3 separate regions of the Sus scrofa genome follow, and all the other regions are linked to region 2. The links are chromatin contacts, called in public Hi-C and HiChIP or PLAC-seq maps. All regions are on one chromosome and are shown on one strand. The core of a region is the stretch at or near the end of the contact, and the rest is flanking DNA. Distances in the headings are between cores, read along the strand shown. Region 1 holds the start of HOOK3 (protein Hook homolog 3). Region 2 holds the start of HGSNAT (heparan-alpha-glucosaminide N-acetyltransferase). Region 3 holds the start of THAP1 (THAP domain-containing protein 1).

The links. Hi-C and Micro-C count contacts between places; a contact is called where the count stands out from the background. HiChIP or PLAC-seq counts read pairs in DNA pulled down with a chosen protein or histone mark.
Region 1: a Hi-C map of skeletal muscle shows a contact between it and region 2, with 5 times the contacts expected there. The contact joins the promoter of HOOK3 here to the promoter of HGSNAT in region 2. A contact is called at or near these places in 1 of 5 promoter capture datasets (liver), 2 of 47 Hi-C or Micro-C datasets (liver and skeletal muscle) and 1 of 2 datasets of contacts at active chromatin or transcription factors (alveolar macrophages).
Region 3: an H3K27ac HiChIP or PLAC-seq map of alveolar macrophages shows a contact between it and region 2. The contact joins the promoter of THAP1 here to the promoter of HGSNAT in region 2. A contact is called at or near these places in 1 of 5 promoter capture datasets (liver), 1 of 47 Hi-C or Micro-C datasets (liver) and 2 of 2 datasets of contacts at active chromatin or transcription factors (alveolar macrophages and skeletal muscle).

The regions. Positions count from the first base shown.
Region 1 is chr17:11,816,587-11,819,286 of Sscrofa11.1, forward strand. It overlaps HOOK3 (protein Hook homolog 3), which reads left to right and starts at 1,410. Exons shown (of 23, transcript XM_021077846.1): 1 at 1,410-1,637. The coding sequence starts at 1,581. It overlaps RNF170 (E3 ubiquitin-protein ligase RNF170), which reads right to left and starts at 1,334. Exons shown (of 7, transcript XM_021077851.1): 1 at 1,073-1,334.
Region 2 is chr17:11,988,501-11,991,300 of Sscrofa11.1, forward strand. It overlaps HGSNAT (heparan-alpha-glucosaminide N-acetyltransferase), which reads left to right and starts at 1,372. Exons shown (of 18, transcript XM_021078288.1): 1 at 1,372-1,905. The coding sequence starts at 1,689.
Region 3 is chr17:11,771,971-11,774,670 of Sscrofa11.1, forward strand. THAP1 (THAP domain-containing protein 1) reads right to left here and starts at 1,351. Exons shown (of 3, transcript XM_003359869.4): 1 at 350-1,351. The coding sequence starts at 420.

The DNA.
Region 1 (2,700 bases), core at 160-2,659, 170 kb before region 2:
TCTTTTTTTTCCCCAGCCATTCCCAAGGCATGCTGAAGTTCCTAAACCAGGGATCAAATCCTTACCACAGCAGTGACAAGGCCAATCCTCAACCACTAGGCCACTTAGGGAACTCCAAAACTCAACGCTGTCTTGGGAGTTCTGAAAACTCAATGACAAAACCTAGTCTTCATGGAAATAGGGGGCTCCAGGAACCACAAGCCAAATAAGGATGTATCCTGGGAAGTTAACTTTGCTGCACTCCAAATAAAATTTGGCATTAGCTCCTAAAGTTATGGACACCTTTTGACTCAACAATTCTAGGTCTCCAACGCATGTACCCTAAAAGAAACTCTTACACATTTACACTATCTTGGGATAAAAACCTTACATCATTGTTCTTAGCCAGAAATAAAATGCCCATCAACAGTAGAGTGGATATACTGCTATATTCATGCAATGGAGCACTAGACAGGAATGAAAATTACCTATAGATCTGCACAAACTTACTGTTAATGCAAAGCCAAAAATAACACGATGATTCCTGATAAAAGTTCAAAACCAGGCAAAGTAAAACGGTTGTTTAGGCATGCGCATTTAGGTGGTAAAGCTAAATTCGAGAAAGTGAATTATCATAAAATCGGTCTATAGAGGAAGATGCTCAGAAAGGAACGCCAGATGCGGGAGGAACTCCAGAGGCGCCGGCAGTGTTGTTTTCACCTGAGTGTTTGACTACTAATTAATCACTCCTTAAACACTTCTGCCTTATGCACTTTTCTGCACCCAACTACAACTCTTCGGTTGCCCTGCAGAGATTATCGCCTCCGTTAAGAGCTCGAGGACGATCCCAGGCCACCGAGAAAAGGGGGAGGTGCAGGCCCGGGGAAGGTAGCGGTCCTCGGGGCCCGTCGCCCGCCCACCCCCTCTCCCGACTTCCAGTAACTAGTTTCCGGGGCACCGATGTCCGCGCAGCCGGGAAGGGGCGCCCCGAGCCCGCCACGTCGGCCCGCCCCGCGCGGGCGCCCGGGCCCCCCGGCTCCCAGAGGAAAGTCGTCCCGCCCACGCCGGGGTCCCGCCGCTCGACCGCGCGTACCTCTGCACCGTGGAGGACACCTCGCCAGCTCCCGGGAACCGCGGCCACGGACTGTTTCCGGGCCGCCCCGCCACCCTCTCGGGCGACCACTCGCTGCCTCCGTCTGGCCGGGAGCGCGGGCGCGGCGCACGCGCACTGCCGCGCTTCCCAGAGGGCGCGGCTGAGACTGGCGGCCGGGCGCGCGCGGGGGCGACGCGCAGCGACCCGGCTGGCGGCGGCGGCGTGTGCGGTCGTGCGCAGGACTGGGCGGCCGACGGCTCAGGCCGGGCCGCGCTCTCGGCGGGGGCGGGGCTGTAGGCGGGGGCGCGCGGCGGGAGGGCGCGCGCGCGGAGGGCGCGCGGTCCCGAGGGCCCGAGGAGGAGGGGAGCCGGTGACGCTGCGGGAGCCGCCGCCAGCGCCGGACGGAGTCGGCGGCCGGGCGGACTGACGGGTGGACCCTCGGACGCAGCCCCAGGCCGAGCCGCAGGCTTCCTGGCGCAGCGGGGCGGCCCCGAACCCCAGCGGGAAGATGTTCAACGTGGAGTCCTTGGAGCGGGTGGAGCTGTGCGAGAGCCTCCTCACTTGGGTAGGTGGTGGCGGCGGCGGTCGGAGGCCCCCTCCCCCAGGCCGCCGCCCGGGGTCCCCCGCGCCCCGGCGGGCGCCGAGGGCGGCGGTGCCGTCACATCCGGGGCCCGGGCCGGGGAGCCGGAACGCCGGGGCTGCAGCGTCTGCGGCGGGAGGCCCGGCGGGGTCCGAGGGAAACTTACGGGGCCTGAGGCGCGGGGTGGAGGCCGAGGGCCGGGTGCCGGCGGCGCTGTCACGGGCGGCGGCCCGGACGCTCGCGCCTTTGTTGTCACGCACGCCGGCCGGAGCGCAGTCCGGGAGGGCGAGCGGCCGGGGAACGCTGGGCCGGGACTGGAGGCCGGGGCATCCGGATTGCGAAGGGAGTGAGCCGAGTGGAGGTTCCTAGTGAAGGCGCTCGAGATGGAGATAAATCCGGGAGGTTTTTGGGCAACAGTCAGAGGACTCGACAGCTGGGGGGCAACGTCGTGGGGTTCCGATGTTAAAATATTAAATGCTCGTTAAAATCCTCAGTTACTGTAAATATGTGTTCGGTTCCAGTGCCAACGACCATGCTTTTAGCAGCCTCTTCTTACAGTTAGATATAAAATCCATGCTTGTGTGCTTCTCGAAGTGTGTGTGTGTGTGGTGTGTGTGTGTGTGTGTGTGTAGATCTGCAGAGCCATGGGATAAACCTGGTGCTTCTTTAGGGAGCATTCATTTTACTCAATGCCAAAAACGTTTAATATCACTTTTAGAGTAAAACACAGATGTATTTATGGAAGTGACTACAGCGTTTATATTAATGTTCAAGGTAAAACACAGATGCCACACAAATTTGGTTTGGCTGTACCTCGGGTGATAACATTTAGATACCTGGAGTATAGTCACTGTCCTGCGTGGGGGCATTTCGGTGGAAAGGTTGGAGGAGCACTGCTTTAGGTTGCCTTAAGTTGGTTGTAACGCATGTAATCAGAATACTCTGAGATTTTCATGATTTGTCTATGTCACAAGTCTGTTTTCTGAAGCCAGTACGATGGCAGAGCTTGATCTTGATGTATTCAGTAACTTTTATATTAGGGCATTCT
Region 2 (2,800 bases), core at 122-2,621:
ATATACCAGTGTCCCTCCACTCCTGGGAGTTTGGCAAGTGCGGGCAAGGGGAGGAGGAAAAGGGAGTAACTGGACTTCTTCCCCCGCCTCCGGCATAGAGGCTGAGAAAACTTATGTGGCTGACCTTGATGAGGCAGTTCATGACCATAACTCTCCTGAAAGTTATTCTCTACCTTAAAACCCTTCAACAGCTTTCTGCTGACCTTAAGAATTAGCCTAGGAGTTCCCATTGTGGCCCAACAGTAAAGAACCCGACTAGTATCCGAGTATGTGGGTTTAAACCCTGGCCTCGCTCAGTGGGTTAAGGATCTGGTGTTGTCGTGAGCTGTGGTTTAGGTCGCAGATGCGGCTCAAATCCCACATTGCTGTGGCTGTGGTGTAGGTTCCGATCTGGCCCCTAGCCTGGGAACTTCCATATGCTGTGGGTATGTCCCTAAGAAGACAAAGAAAAAAGAAAAAGAAGAGGAAGCCTAGTTGTGGCTCTACTATCAGGCAAACCTCCTGTCACCTCCTTCCCCTTACAGAATTCTTCAGTCACACCAGGTCGTTTTCAGTTCCTGCACTGAGCCATGTTTTCTCTGAGCCTTTGTAAAGGCTGTTCCTTCTGTTAGGAACACTCTTCCTCCCTTTTCCAGGCTAACATCCCTTAGGACTCAGTTTAAATGTCAGTTCTCCTGGGAGACTTCCCAGACTAGCTTAGGCGAGTCCACCAAATGCTTCCTTAGCATCTTGTCTTTCTATAAACACAGCATTCATCACACTGTGTTGCAGCTTTACAAAATTAAAAAGTAATTCGATATACAGACAGGTATAAAAAATAACATAGAGAGCACCCATAAACGTATCACCCTAGCTAAGCAATAAAACTTTGCTGCTGAAGCTATTGTAAAGCTGGCTCTCAACATTGTGCACCCTCCCTATTTCCAACCATGTGTGTCTTTACACTTTTATTCCAGGTACATAAGTATTGTTTTTCTTGGCTTTACTCTCTATGTATGTTATTACAAAGATATTTCTGCAACTTGTATTTCCCTCTCAGCCTTACTTTGAGATTCATTTATGTGGACACGGGTAACTAGATCACTTCTACTGCTGTGTACATTGCAACATAATTTATCCACTTTCTCCATTGATGGGCACTTAGATCTCTAGATCATTTACAAATGTTTGCAATTTCAAAGTCCGCCACAAAGCTTTATTGTGTCTGTTCCCTTAAAAGTGTGATAGTTTCTCTGGGCGCAAAGTCAGTAGTGGAATTGGGGGGGTCATTGTGCCTGCCTGCCTTGAACTTGCCAATCAGGGACTAGCAAGGAGCTCTTCCAAGGGGTGGTAGCACACGGTGGTTTTTATGTTGCAACTCCCTCTCTGGGTAGTAAACTCTCTGGGGGCCGGGACTCTGCCTGCCTGGCTTACCGTGGCTTTTGCAGGACAGTGGACAGAGAGCACTAACACCCGTTTGCAGGGTGAATAGCTGGACGCAGGGATTCAGCGGAAGGTCGCTCAGCCGGTGGTGAAGACCCGGGAGCAGCAGCTAAGCCGCTTCAGCTTCTCTTGCCGGGATTAGAGCCCTGCTCAGCGCGTGGGGCCTGGGCTCCAGGCTTGGTGGACTCCCCCCGTCCCAACCCCGCCCCGCCCTCGCCCCGCCCCCGCGGCGGCTCGGGGCGGGGCGAGGGGCCAAGAGCCCGGCGATGACGGGCGCGCTACAGTCTGCGGAGGAGCCACGCGATCTCCGGCAGCGCGGCGTTGGCGTCCGGAGCCGAGCGGCGGCGGCGCGGGGGCGGCGGCCCGGGGCAGCCGGCGGCATGAACGCTGTTCGGGGCGCAGGACGGGCGCTGGCTGCGCTGCTGCTGGCCGCGTCCGTGCTTAGCGCCGCGCTGCTGGCCCCCGGCAGCTCCCCGACGCCAGGTAAGTGAGACTTAAGGCTGGGCCCGCGGGGCGGCGACTGTCCCTTCCCTGGGGCGGCGTTCGGGCTGGGGTTCAGAGGGGGAGCGGCGCCCGGAACTCCCGTGTCGTTTCCGCTGCGCCGCTGCAGCTGGGCCAGGGCTTGTGCGAGGAGGCCGGCCCTCATCCGAAGGCGGCCCGACCAGGGGGAGGGCGCGGGAGGGCGAGGTGGGCGCCCCGGCCTCCATAGAGTGCTTTGACCTGGAGGCCTGTGGCCCCTCAAATCCAAAGCTGATCAGAGCCGGGACGGCGCCCTCCATCCTCCGCTGCATCAAGGCGATCCGCGGCAGTTGCGGCCCAAGTGTGCAGCCCGGTGCGCGGCGGGACAGAGAAGCCGAGTCTGCGGGGCTGGGCTGCGGGCTGCTGCAGCCTCGGGAGCTGGGGGCGGAGACGAGGTGTTGGATCTCAAGCGCGCCTCCCCAGCTCCGCCGGGCGATTCCGTTTCCACGGTGACCGGAGAAGCGCCGGGGCTGCGGCCGGCGGGGAAGCCCTGGGCGAGGTCCACGGCCCAGGAGGGGCCGGCGAGGGTCATGCTGACGTCCGGCGGGGACAAGCGGCCCTCTGCTCAGCGAGCGTTTCCTCAGCTTGCCAGTCTCGGAGCTCGCGAGGGAAATGGAAAAAAAGGCAAATTCCAGGGTCTTCCCCTACAACAACTTGGACCAGGACCCTAGTCCCAAGTCCCTTCCAGGGGATGCTGTGGTCCGGGTTGGTGGGACTAGCCAAGTGCAGGACATCCGGTTCGTGATTCTGGGGAAGATCTCCTTATCTATCACCTGGGAAACTGAGTCACCTGCCTTCCCTTCCTCCCATCCCCTTCTCCATATCAAATCACAGGGGTTTTAGTGTTAGTGTGTGTGGT
Region 3 (2,700 bases), core at 101-2,600, 220 kb before region 2:
GGCTTCTCTACGACCCTGGTGGTGAGACCCAGCTGCCTCTCGGTCTGGACACCCCACGACTCACGGGAATTCTAGGCTTCGTGGGTGGGCCGCGAACTAGCTACCCTGAGCTCCGCTAGAAACTGGAGCGCGAGGAACAGCCTCCGCGGCGACGCAACCGAGAACGCGCATCCCGGGGCGGAGCGCCGCGGGTGACGCCAGGGGCACGCCCACCGCTCCCCGTCCCAGCGCCAGACGGCGCCCCGCCCCTCCCACTAGGTCTCGCGCGGACACGCGCCTGGCCCCGCCCCCGAGCAGGGCCGCGCGCCCCCAGCCCCTGCGAGGCCCAGGAGGCGCTCAGGATACTTACTTGTGGAAAGAAACGGGCTTGTCCTTGTCATATCGGTTCTTGCAGCCGTAGGCGGAACAGGACTGCACCATCCTTCCGGTCCTGGTTACTTCACTTCTGCCGCCCCAGCAGGCAGTTGAGGCTGCTATCAATGTCGTCGCGCTCGACTTTGACACCCTCTCTTCTTCCGTAGCTTTGGTCAACAGTTACAATGACGAGAGGCTCACTCGGGAGCGACTAATGTGTCCGTTTTGTTGTTTGCATTAGCAGAAGGACCACAGCCATCGCCCGTCTCCCGTCTCCAAGATGGCGGAGACAGCTTCAACCTCACCTCTCGCGAGGCGTTAGTCCTACTGTCTCTTGATTAGCCCTGAGGTCAGAGGTAACGTTTCTTGGGAAGCAGGCCATTGGCTGAGTCCCGCCGCGCGGCGGACTGAGCGTTGCGGAAGTGGGCGGGGCCTCCGAGCTTCCGGAAGGAAGGAGTAATTACCTGGGAGAGGGGGGTGGGAGCGCAGGACCGATTCCGCCCCGGCGGTGCTGCTTGGGGTTACTTATGCTGGGCGGTTCAGATTCGCGGCACTCTACCGTCTATTGGGTCTGCTGGCCTGAAGCAGGACAGGTGTAAAGCTGAGGTCGTTGCATAATTGCCTTGTTTCTCTAAAAGGGCGGTCCCAGATGGCGTGATGTGTAAAACTTGGTGGACTCCCTTCCCGGCCCGCTAACCTCTCTTACCTGCTTCAGGTATTCTGAGGCTTTGCGGAGCCCAGGTGAAGAGTTTAGCCAGGAAAGCCCGCACCTGCACACACCGCGAGCCCAGTCTCTAGGGGCTTCTCTCACTAATGCTGCAGTTATCTTAATGATCTCCAGGTGCCGTGTTGGGACTCGCCAACAGCTGCAGCCCTTTTGGCCGGCTCCTTTCGTCTGTGTCGATAACGGGCTGTTGAGTAATCTCATGGCTCATAATTTCTTTTTTTTTAATTGGTGAGCAAGACTAGCATAGGCCCAGTCTTCGTAGCTTAAGTCCTAGTAAGGGGAAACAGACAATAAAAATGTAAATAAAATCACAGTGTGCTCAGGTGCCTGAATACATTAGAATGCCGAGATGAGGGTAGTAAGGAGAGGGTCACTGCCTACTCTCTGAGAAGGGAATGTTAAATCTGAGAACCAAACAACGGGTCGGGGGGAGAGGGTTTCTGCCACAAGAAGTGCGTGCTAAGGCCTGGAGGCAGTAAAAAGGTCTGTCTTCTAGGAACTGAATGGGGCCTGCAATGGCAGAGCCCAGTGAGTGGGTGGGGGCATACTGCAGCGTGAAGCCGCTGAGCCATTTTAGGCGGGGAGAGACATGATCTAATAAACGTTTTTAAAAGGCCATTCTGGGGAGTTCCCGTCGTGGCGCAGTGGTTAACGAATCCGACTAGGAACCATGAGGTTGCGGGTTCGATCCCTGCCCCCACTCAGTGGGTTAACGATCCGGCGTTGCCGTGAGCTGTGGTGTAGGTTGCAGACGCGGCTCGGATCCCGAGTTGCAGTGGCTCTGGCGTAGGCCGGTGGCTACAGCTCCGATTCGACCCCTAGCCTGGGAACCTCCATATGCGCGGGAGCGGCCCAAGAAATAGCAACAACAACAGCAAAAGACTAAAAAATAAAAAAATAAAAGGTCATTCTGGCTATTATGCCAAGAATTTATCAGGGAGGGGCAACAGTGAGTGAGCAGACCAATTAATAAGAGCAGACCAATTAAGAGGCTGTTGCAAGCAGACAGGAGATTGGCAACTTTGGACCAAGGAGTAGATGCCTATGCTAACAGGTAGAAACACCAGGGCTTGCTGGTAGTGGAAACAAGAATGAGGAAGACACAGAGTTCCCACTGTGGCGCAAGTGGAAACGAATCCGACTAGGAACCATGAGGTTGCAGGTTGGATCCCTGTCCTGCTCAGCAGGTTAAGGATCCGGAGTTGCGGTGACCTGTGGTGTAGTTCGCATACGCGGCTCGGAAATGGCGGTGCTGTACCTGTGGTGCAGGGCGGGCAAGCTCTAGCCCCGATTAGACCCCCTAGCCCGGGAACCTCCGCATGCCTCGAGTGTGGCCATTAGTGGCCCTAAAAAGACGAAAAAAAAAGGAATGAGGAAGGAGTTCCCCCTCCCTCCTGGCTCAGTGGTTAACAAACCCGACTAGTATCCGTGAGGACTCGGGTTTCAATGGGTTGAGACCCGGTTGCTGTGGTCTACCTCACGTGTTTCTCGGATCCCAATTGCTGTGGCCGTGGCTAGCAGCTACAGCTCCGATTAGTTCCCTAGCCTGGGAACCTACATATGCTGCGGGTGAGGCCCTAAAAGGAGAAAAAAAAAATTAAGATAAAGATATCAGGGGT